2 separate regions of the Mus musculus genome follow, and region 2 is linked to region 1. A link is a contact called in public HiCAR-type data. All regions are on one chromosome and are shown on one strand. Each heading gives the region's core, a stretch centred on a gene start, on an enhancer-like site or on the middle of the called end of the contact. The rest is flanking DNA. Distances are from core to core; before and after follow the strand shown. Region 1 has its middle 23 kb from the start of Erbin. Region 2 overlaps Nln (neurolysin (metallopeptidase M3 family)).

Region 1 (5,297 bases), core at 2,070-4,569:
GTCTGCAGCTGACACAGCAGAACATCCTGCCCTTTACACAGCCCTCCCAGGCCCTTTACTCTCTTCTCCTCTTCAATTCATCCTTATTAGAGCAGTAAGTTATGACGCCAGTTAATAGATAACTTTGCCTGCAAATGCTTATGTAGCTAGGAAACTACAGAGTTTATGAAGTATACAAAAGGATGTAGACCCAGCCACCAGGGATCAGCCCCAAAGCTCCAGCTATTAAACTACACTTAACCTTTTAACTACTTTTAGTTCTGGTACCAGTATGTCTTCTTCTACAAATAAGCAAGCACCTCACTTCTAAAGCATTGGTTTTAGTGTTTTTGTTTTGTTTGTTTGTTTGTTTGTTGGCACAATTAATAATCTATTAAATTAAAGCAAAGGAGTTTCAATTTTATTTTCAAATATATCCTATATCTTTCTCTTTCTCTTATGTCTCCTCTAAACAAAAACTGGCCCCGTCCACCCTTCGTTCCTTCCTTTCTTTCTTTCTTTCTTTCTTTCTTTCTTTCTTTCTTTCTTTCTTTCTTCCTTCCTTCCTTCCTTCCTTCCTTCCTGTCTCTTCCTTCCTTCCTTCCTTCCTTCCTTTCTTTCTTCCTCTTTCTTTCTTTCTCTCCTTCTTTTTTTCTTTCTTTCTCTCTTTCTCATATAAAGGCAATACTTATTTATGCATTGCAGTAAATAGGCAGTTTATGAAGTATACAAAAGGATGTATACAGAAACATTCCACCCAAAACAGTTAAAGCTACGACCTTAATAACAGTGTTATTCAAGTATCCCAGTGAATCTGTGTAGTCAGTGATTCATGGTCTTCTCTCTGAACATAATGTTTGTCTTGAACTGTAGCAATTGCTAAGTGTTGTAGTTCATAGCTAAGACTAGATCCCCCGCCCTCAACACACTCTCATGCCAACTTGCTCTTGCTGTTGTTTACCTATTTATTGTGTTTGTCTGGTTTTGCTTTTGTTCTTTTGTGGTAGTGGCTCACCACAGCCCTAGACCAGCCTGGAACTGTGACAGGAAAAGTCTGGTTTCAAATTCATGGCACTCTTCCCACCGCAGTTTCAGAAGTCCTGGGATTGCACACACAGCCGCCATGCTCAACCGCCATGCTCAGCCGCCATGCTCAGCCGCCATGCTCAGCCGCCATGCTCATCTTGAAATAAAGACTTGTGTTTCCTCTTGTTAATGTTGTGTGTGCCTGATATACAGAGGAGGAGAGATGCACGGGCCACAGTGTACAAGTGGCGGTCAAAGGACAGCTTTGTGGAGTCAGTGCTCTCCATCCACCTTTATTGTGGATTCCATGCAGCAAACACGGGGCACTGGGCTTGTGGAGCAGGTTCCTTTAGCCACTGAGCCGTGCCAGCCAGCTTTTTTTTTTTTTTTAAGATTTTTTTTCATCTCAACTTTATTTAATAATTTCACCTTATTAAACCCACTATCACTGTGCTGGAATGTCCCTAGTAGCCATTTCCCACACTCGTGCAATGTATCATGAGCGAGGGTCGGTTGATAGTTACTTTCAAAACTGATGTCTTTGTCCGCCATCTTTCCTTCCACATATTTAGGCTGGTTCACAGCCACTGGAGGAGAAGATGGTTGAAAAGCATCACTAAAGTCAACCTCCATTCATTGCCTCTACTTTTTACTTTCTTGCATCACTCCATTTAAGGTCTGTGTGCTTAAAGATACAAAATAGCCCTGAAGAAGGCATTATGTGTCTCAGCTGTTGCTCAAAAAGAAGCGGAAAAACTAGCCTGTTATCCTGCAGTCTAATCCCTGCACAGACCACAGGCCCTTTCCGTGTGAAGCCGGACTGTGCAGCCGGGAGCAATCAGAGTTGCAGTTTAAACACTACAGGGTCAAGTCCAGCGTTTGTTCCATTCTCAGAATTCCCAGGGGCATCAATGGGACTCCTGGGCAGAACAGGATTTCTCACTCGGTTCCATGATTTCTGGAAGGACTTCTATTTTGCCAACGAGTATCCACAAAGAATGTAATAAAGAAAACAGGTGCAATATTCATCAAGAAGAAGAAGAAGGAGGAAGAGGAGGAGGAGGAGGAGGAGGACGAGGAAGAGGAAGAGGAAGAGGAAGAAGAAGAAGAAGAAGAAGAAGAAGAAGAAGAAGAAGAAGAAGAAGAAGAAGAAGAAGAAGAAGAAGCAGCAGCAGCAGCAGCCTATTCTTGTTTTCTTACCAGACATGATTTCTAAGCCATGTTGTAGCAACTGTAAAGAGGCAGCTTTAGTATCATGCCAGATTCATCTGTTTGCAATTTTTAGGGTTTTGTTTTTATTTTTTTTATTTATTTATGATTTGGTTTTTTGAGATAGGGTTTTCTTTGTGTAACAACTCTGGCCACCCTGGAACTCACTCTGTAGACGAGGCTGGCCTTGAACTCATAGAGACCCACCTGCCTCTGCCTCCCGAGCTGGGATTAAAGGACTGTACCACCACACGCAGCCAGTTTTCATTATTTTACCTGTGACATAAAAAGTACCATTGACTTTAACCAGCAGCCTTTGAACCTCTAAATGTTTTGCCCTAAACTATATCACAATTGGCTAATTTGTAACATAGGATCCTTAAGCCAATTAAACCAAAATATCTGGCTTTTCATTTCAGTTCCATAAAGATCTCTAGGTAATTAAAGTTTGCTCCATAGAAAAAGCAAAAGCACTGAATCTAAGGTCTGGAAGGGCCTAAAATGCTATACTGTAGCTTTATAGTTAAGTTATATCATAGTGCCAAGGAAAATTAATTATTTAATAAAGTAATTATAATCTATATTGAACTCGCTGTTTATGTGACATGTTTTAGAAAACTTGAGTTTTAATTTTTTTAAATGTTTTTATTTATGAGCAGGGCACATGTGCACTCACTGGATAAGTCCTTCTCTCCTTCCACCATGAGAGTTCTGGGACGGAAGGTAGGTAGCGACTGTCAGTGGTTAGCGTCTTCACCTGCTGAGCTTTCTCACTGGTACATAGACCTGTAGTTTGATATATAGACTTTAATTCTTTGAATAGGTATAGGTGTTACCTAATTCACTTTAAGACGAGGAGGAAGTACACATAATTTTCACTACAAATGAATTACAGTGTCAAACAACGTGTTTAAGGATTTTTAAGATTTCAAAAGAACATCCGAAGTTTCTTTGAGGCCAAGAACACACTCCAGACTCAAAAAAATCTGGTGTGTTTTGCTTAATCTTCAGAAATATTTTTAAACAGATTGGATTTCAAGCTTCATTAGTTTTCCCGAAAAAGCTTTGGCATGATTTATTCGCACTTTATATAAGGGAATGCTGTAGCTTTTAAAACAGCAGCCTAGGAGCTAGGGAGACACTTCAGGCAATGGGTGGGGCTGGGCGCTTGACAGTTGCAGGTGGACGAAGAATGAGCATTCAGATAAGATGGTCTAAGTAAAAACCAGTGTTGGTGTTTTTTCTCTCCTCAGGGCTTCCCCGGCAAAGCCATCTTAAACCCGAGCAGCTGTTTTCTGATTGTTCTCCATGGCCTTTTATCAACTTTACTGAAGTATGCTCACCCAATAGAGAACTTTTAATGGTTAGTAAAGAAAATTAATAACGATGCACATGTACATGGAGAACATACACTTTTACTAGATTTATCATTATATATACGTATGTGTTTATAAGGGGATAGTTAGTCACAATTATATACTAAAATATTGATGCTAATTGTCTAGGTTCTTTAATTTCTATTGTTATGTGTATTTTCTATGTGATGATCTGAAGATACAAATATGCTTCCTCTTATGTAAAAATATGAAATAGGGGGCTGGAGAGATGGCTCAGGCAGTAAGAGTGCTCTGTTCTTGCAGAGGATCCAAGTTGAGTTCCTTGAACCCATAGCAAGGGGTTCACCACCAAATCTACCTCCAGCTCCATGGGCTCCAACAGCCAGCCTCTCCTCTCTTCCATAGGTCCCTGCACTCACATCCCCCTCCACATCCTCATCACTAAAAACCAGTAAATGTTAGGGAGATGAAGGCTGGAGCAGAGCTTCCGAAGCTCAAGACCTGTGTTCCGTGGTGAGAACGAGAAGGGAGGAGGAAGAAGAAGAGGAAGAAGAGGAGGAGGAAGAATTGGAGGGGAAGGTGAGAAGGAAGAGGAGGAAGATCCTGTTAAAATAACACGAATCCAAATTTTTATTATTTAATAGATACAGAAATTTTGTTTGGGATGAAAAATAGTTATGGCAAAAGCACATTGTAGTCTTGTTTGTTTTTTGTTTGTTTGTTTGTTTTTTGTTTTTACAACATAGTATATGTACTTACTGAAATACAGTTAAAACGGTTACAGTCATAATGAGTGTATGTACTTTACCGAGTCAAGAATAAGAAACATGGAAGTACTATAGGTTGGAATAGTGCCCCTCAAAGCTCCTATGCTGAAGGCTTGGTGGCAAGCTTGTGGTCCTATTGGGAAATAGTTGAAACTTTAAGAGGTGGGCCTAGTGCGAAAAGTTGGATCATTGGAGGTATACCCTTGAAGGGAATATTGAAACTCCTGCTCTTGTCTTTGTGGCTTCCTGGCTGCCCTGAGTTGCACCTTCTGTTACACCTGCTCATCATGATGTTTTGCTATAGACCCCAAAACAATGGGCCAACCAGCCAAGGGCTGAGACCTCCAACCCTGTAAGCCAAGGGAAACTTTTTCTCTTATAACCTTCATTTATCTGAAGTGTTTCATCATAGTGGTGGAAAACTAACACAAGGTGGTAAGTATTCTTAGTACGGACCAACCTGACTGTTAAATGAAATGTATTCAGTGCCACGATCTTGCCATGTTCACTTATATCCTTTGGCCAAATATCCAAACTCTTTTTCCTTGCTTGATAAATAATACAAATACATATAACTTAGCATATGTAAAGCCCAGGGTTTCTTCTCTGAAGCCAAAAAAATAATAGGTAAATAAAAAGAATAAATATTTATATTTATTGAGAATCTGAATAAGCATTTACATATCACTTAGTATTTCTAAAAGGTAAATCCCATTATTTTTCTTTTTTCTTTTTGAATATGAAAATAGCTGAGACTAAGAAAGTTTATGTAGTTGGGCAAAGACCACGTAACTAATGAGGGGGTGATTCGGGGTTTGATTGGATGTCTGTTTGACACCAGATCACGGTCCCTCACCACCGTGCCTTCAAGAGTTTGAATACACCAGCTCTATGTTGCCATATGTGGACTTTTTTATACACTATCTACATTTCAACTTTGAGTTTCTGCTATCTTTTTTAAAAGTCTGATTAATAGAGC
Region 2 (5,484 bases), core at 568-3,067, 81 kb after region 1:
AATGCTGTGAGCTCACTACTCTGAGCTGGAAACTTAGGTCCCAATAAAAGGAGTTGGAGATCTGGAGGTTCACTTAACAGTCGCCATATGAAACAGCCTGCTGGACAGCCTTTTCCCACAGCTCGGTTGCCCACGGAACACTTGGGAGCAGCTGTTCGCAAACGCTCTGCTCCAACGCACTCTTTTCTGGAGTTTTCAAAGCTAAGTTCCAGTGGATGTCATCTCTCCCCCTGGCACTTCAACACACTGTGACTACAGGGCCGACCTACCACTTTCAGGGAGGCAAGGTCAGAGTCTTATTAGAAACGTGAGAACTGAGCTGAGTGAGGCAGCTCACACCTGCGCCCCTAAGGCTTGGGAGGCCGAAGCAGGGGAATTACCATGAGTTCCAGGCGAATCTGGCTCCATGGTGAGATGGTGCCTCAAGCAAACAAAATAAAAAAAATATATATATATAAGCAAAACAAGCAGAAACAAATACATAGCAAATACTAAAAGTCGAGAACCCAAAAGATGCCTAAGTTCTCTGCTTCTCTCACTGTGACTGCAACCGAAGACTTGACATTTGAGCTTCTAGTGCAAGACACAAAACTTATATACTAGGCCAGTTGAAACAAAATTTAAAAATATTATCTAAATAATAATATTAACTTTAGAAATTAAATTTTAGAAGGGAAAGAACCCCAAATCTAAGTGGAGCTATGTAAGTAAGTGTGACAGAAGCCGAGAATCACAAAGCTCACTACAAAAGACAAACAGCATTGAAGTGTATCCTGCGGGCCTTGACACACACAGGCAAACTGTCACTTAGTTGTGAGGCAGAGGGTCAAGGTTGACACAGGGCTCTGAGAAAATATTTACCAGAGAGAACATGCTGATTCACTTATCAGTCCAGGAATCTCAAGTATAAAACTTCAAGATATAAGAAAGATCAAATTATATCATGTATGTGATTCAATTTAAAATGTCTTAGCCCTCTTACATTATATTATCTGGATTATAACAGTAAAAAAATCAAATTACAGTCATATGAAACTTTTATCAAAAGAAATCAAATCTGTTTTTATGAAACTTTATAGTACAATTATTTTTAGTGGGTCTTTTCTTAGGTCACAGTATTTATAATTCCATTTACATCTGTATAATTTTTAAAATGAAGAAACAAAAGCAAATGAATAGAAATCTAAGTTTTCCTTTGTAAAACTGCCTTCAGTCTCCAGGCCGGCACCACATGGCGGACGGTGTTGGCTTGTCCTCCAGCCACGGACAGCCCCCAGCGTCCCTGCTTTACGAAGCATTCAGGCCTCGACTCATCAGGAATGCTTTCTGGTTTGGCTCACGTTGCAAGAAATTCTGGAGCATGTCCATGCCGTCCAGGGACCCCCCAGGCTTCAGGATTAGGTTTCTGTATTTCATTCCAACCTAATAAAAGAAAACATCATGCCTAATAACTCACGGGCCCAGCAATCCTCCAGATCCCCAGACACAAGGGAGAGAGAGGTGAGGGCGAGGAAAGGGGCTTCAGCTCTACTCGAGTCTAGACAGTTCTGCTCACGCAGCAGCTCGCTCGCTCCTTCCTTCCTTCCTTCCTTCCTTCCTTCCTTCCTTCCTTCCTTCCTTCCTTCCTTCCTTCCTGTAGTTAAGAGATTTGGAGCTTTAGCCTCAGGCCTGAATTCCCTGTGGAATATTAATTATTGTCTCCTGTCCTTAGATTCTCAGCTGTGAGCTGACAATGAAGGCAGGCAGGGACACCAATCAGCCAAACAGAACACAATTTGCTACTGCCAGTTAGCCCAGTTCCAGTGTGATTCAGAAGGGCTAGCAGAGCAAGTGTTCCCAAGGCTATGGGGCTGCATGTGCTTCGGAGCAGGAACTCGGCTACTGTCAAATGCCTTCAGGTATTTTTATAAGGGGCTCACGAAAAAACAAAACAACCCCCCACAAAGAAACCTAAGCAGCATTCTTGTGGATGGCTAAGTGACAAGTGATTCTGAGGGGTCAGGAGTGGAAGGACAGAAGTTTTGAGAGATGGAAGTCTGGAATTTGAAAACAAACCACAGTTCCTCTGTTTTTATTCACATGAACATCCGAGCAGACATGTTGAAAGAGAACAGCTGCTGCTCAGCGTCACATAAGCACAGCTCAGATCCTTCCACTGCTCTGGTAAGGAGTCCTAATTCTAGATGTGCATATAAAATAAACGGATATTGCTCACGTTTATATTTATTACGTGATCTGACCAATAGGAATGATAATCCTTTGGGGTACAGGAAGAGCTAGAGAATCGCCAGAGATTAAAGTAGTTTCAGTTTGGACTGAAAGCAAGCTGCTGTTGTTGGACCATCAGAGACTTAGCTACTATGTAAAATAAAGCACGAGTGAAATGCACTAAGTTGGACAGCAGCAAACCTAGCTAATACCCTACGAGAGCCATGAAATAAAACTTTGGGGTTGTCTTTGTGCATGGGCAGGAATCACTTAAAACTTACAAATCATCTAGCTGATTCATCCACTCTTTTGATGCTGAGACAGATGTAATCAAAAGTTAGAACGTTTATACCCAAGTACCAGGCAATGGTATTAACTGGAAAAAATTGCAAAACAAAACACACACACAAAAAATCTTAAAACATTTTAGGTACGTTGGTGATTCTGTTATAAGCTGTCATATTCATAGCTATTCTCAGCTGCATGCAGTCCAGTGTGAGCTGCTCACCCCTGATGCAAGCTCACATTTAATAATCTGAATTCTAGTAAGGAGTAAGCAATTAAAGTTAGTGTTTGCTTAAATTCTCAGGCAGCAAGATCAATACAATTATGAAATACATATTTAACTTCTCTATCAACAACATATAAAAAATATTTAAAAGTGAAATTAGTATCTTTGGGTCTCAGGTTGGCATCAGACTTGCTATGCAAGGGATGAGTGTGGTCTTCCGACCCTTCTGTCTTTGCCTCCTAGGTGCTGGGATGACAGGCCACTATTCCTGGTTCATACTGTACTGGGGATTGAGCTCAGAGCAAGTGTAGGCCAGGCAAGTTCTCCGTCTACTAACTGAGCTATACCTCTCCAGTCTAATGAAATTCATAAATATTTGTTTAAACACTTCAACCAAGACACAGTGGTGTGCACCTGTACTCCATGCTACTGGGGAGGCGTCACTTGAACTCCATTGTAACCACAATGTTATCATTTCATCATGTAATCTCCCCCCTTCTCATCCTCCCCACACAGGGGTGCTCTCTATAGCCCTGGCTGGCCTTGAACTCAGAGATCTGCCCACCTCTGCCTGGGACTAAAGGTGTGCACTCCCACTGCTCCACTCAACCTGTAGAATTTGTATGTGTCACTGAGCTCTGCTGTTTGCTGTGTTTACAGTGATAGCAAGCCCGCGCCTGCGCTCCGTTTTGCGACTGCACGCACAGACACAGGGCTTGGAGCACAGCGGAGGTTAGGAGGATGTGGAAATGGGCTCATACAGTGCTGGGAAGGAGCACAGCAATCTTGCTGCTTTATTTATAAGCAACCTAAGAACCTGAAGCCACTGCTACTGAACTTCTTAGAAATTGTGCCAACGAGGATTTGGAGCTGGGTTTAATCTGTGTTGTTTTGATATGTTGAAAAAAATAACACGTTTAAAGAAAATTTCTTACATGATCAGCAGTAATACCACCCTTCCAACAGTAATTGAGACTCTAAAATACAACTGGCTGTTGTTGTCATAGGCTCCATCATTCTAAGAAGCTATCAGAGCTCCTTAGTCCAAACACACCTCCATTTCCTTCCCCCTCCCTCACTATTGAATGTGCTTCAGTCTGACCACTGTTTTGCATTAATGTGTGGAGCAAGGAAGGCCTGTGCTCTCTGGAACAATGGTATTATATAGCACAGACAATGCAAGTTAGACTTCTAGAATTACAGCAATATTTAAAGCCTTGTACTAAGGAAAACTTCAAACATATCCTAAGGGCATAGAACACAGGATAATGGCACATACATCTATGACCCAACCTCAATCACGGGTCATGAGGTGACAAACAGAACCTCTGTGCCTGGGCTATTCAGTCCCTGGGATCTACACAAATCAAATCCAGGGGTCTCTGAATGTGAGGCAAGCATTTACTCAACTGAGCTATATCCTCAATGGCCCATTATTATTGTTGTTACTGTTATTTTTGAGACAGGAATTATAAAGTGTAACTTCGTCTCTGATTCCCTCCTGCCTCAGCCTGCCAAGCAGTGAGATCACAAGTGTGTGTCCCTTTACACTTGGCAATAATTAGTATTTCTTCAAACTCCAAGCCAGCCAAGGCTACATAGTGAAACTCTGCCTTCAAAAAAAAAAGGCATTTATACCTCAAATATTACAGAAAAAGAACAACATATTAAGACATTGACCAAGATGCAACATCTGACAAAGTTCTCCCCCAACTGCTATAGTAGGGAGTTTCATGGGAAGGGAAAGGAAGCACGGGAAACTGGCGTGTTCACCACTGTGAAGAGATGGCTCAGGCCAGCTCTGCCTGCAGCCACGTCAGAGTGGGGCACTGTGTAGTCTCAGAACATGTGGCTCAGCACAGCTCAAAGTCTTCCTCTGCTTATGCCTCCAAACAAGTTGATTAAATTTCCTCAATTATAGAGCAATGTTCTTTTAATAGTTCCATTTCCCTTGTACTGAAGCTTTGAGAAGAGTTTAAGAGTCATTTTGGTAACCGGACCTAGCTTTTTTTTTTTTTTTGTTAAGGAAAGAAAAGTAGTTGAGCGACTTTTAGTTTAAAAAGGTGCTGCGCACCTTGAGAAGCATGGTTGGTGACATTGCCATAGGTGGAGTCAGAGAGGCAGGGAGAGGAGCTCTGAGGTCCTCTGGGAGATTGCAGTCAGATCCTATCAGCTCTCCTTGGAAGGGAATTCAATCAGTGGCCAGAGGTTTAGAATCCTCAAAGAGCTGCACCTATCTTTTGGCACTATGAAGGCCCTTTCTAACCCTGAGGGTTTCTAAGGCAAGGTTAGGCTAGGAGTTAGGCCCAGGCTTGAACTACGGCTTGATTCATTAAGTACACGGTACTCAGCTTCCTTATGTATAAAATGGGAATATGCTGTCCTTATACTTTCCAGGCTGTCAGATGCATAGTGGGATTTGATAACTCCTACCCCTGTAACCCTCCCCAGGCAGTTACTGATCTATCTCTGTTCAGGGAAATAAATAACTGCATTCTTGTTTGGCATTTCCTAAAAATTACCTGTCTTCTAATAAAGCTAAAAGAAAACACAAGAGAGTGCAGCTCCACTATCAGTGAGGAAGAACAGATAATTCAGGAAGAATATTAGGTAGAAAAGAGAAGGCCTTCACTTATGCAAGAGTACAAACCTTTTGAGGCAATATTTTAATAGCAAATGTAATTACCCTAAGCAGGATGCTCATTGCTTATCAGTTATGAAAACACGGACAGGACAGTGGACTGGCTCCCACTAGCTTTGTATCC

Evidence for each region. HiCAR-type assays count read pairs that join an accessible place to other places.
Region 2: a HiCAR-type map of PVALB interneurons shows a contact between it and region 1, with 2.4 times the contacts expected there. The contact joins two enhancer-like sites. A contact is called at or near these places in 4 of 115 datasets of contacts at active chromatin or transcription factors (PVALB interneurons, bone marrow-derived macrophages, embryonic fibroblasts and 1 more) and 1 of 9 other capture datasets (liver).

Annotation. Positions count from the first base shown.
Region 1 is chr13:103,940,977-103,946,273 of GRCm38.p6, forward strand. No RefSeq gene overlaps it. Among named protein-coding and RNA genes, the nearest start is that of Erbin, 23 kb to the left of the region's middle. Within about 2 kb of position 3,320, at least 1 of the 459 cell types and tissues checked has an H3K27ac peak or open chromatin away from gene starts, as enhancers often do. A contact at or near this core is called in PVALB interneurons, where this site is marked.
Region 2 is chr13:104,023,659-104,029,142 of GRCm38.p6, forward strand. It overlaps Nln (neurolysin (metallopeptidase M3 family)), which reads right to left. Exons shown (of 13, transcript NM_029447.2): 13 at 1-1,422. The coding sequence ends at 1,288. Among named protein-coding and RNA genes, the nearest start is that of Gm30967, 11 kb to the right of the region's middle. Within about 2 kb of position 1,818, at least 91 of the 459 cell types and tissues checked have an H3K27ac peak or open chromatin away from gene starts, as enhancers often do. A contact at or near this core is called in PVALB interneurons, where this site is marked.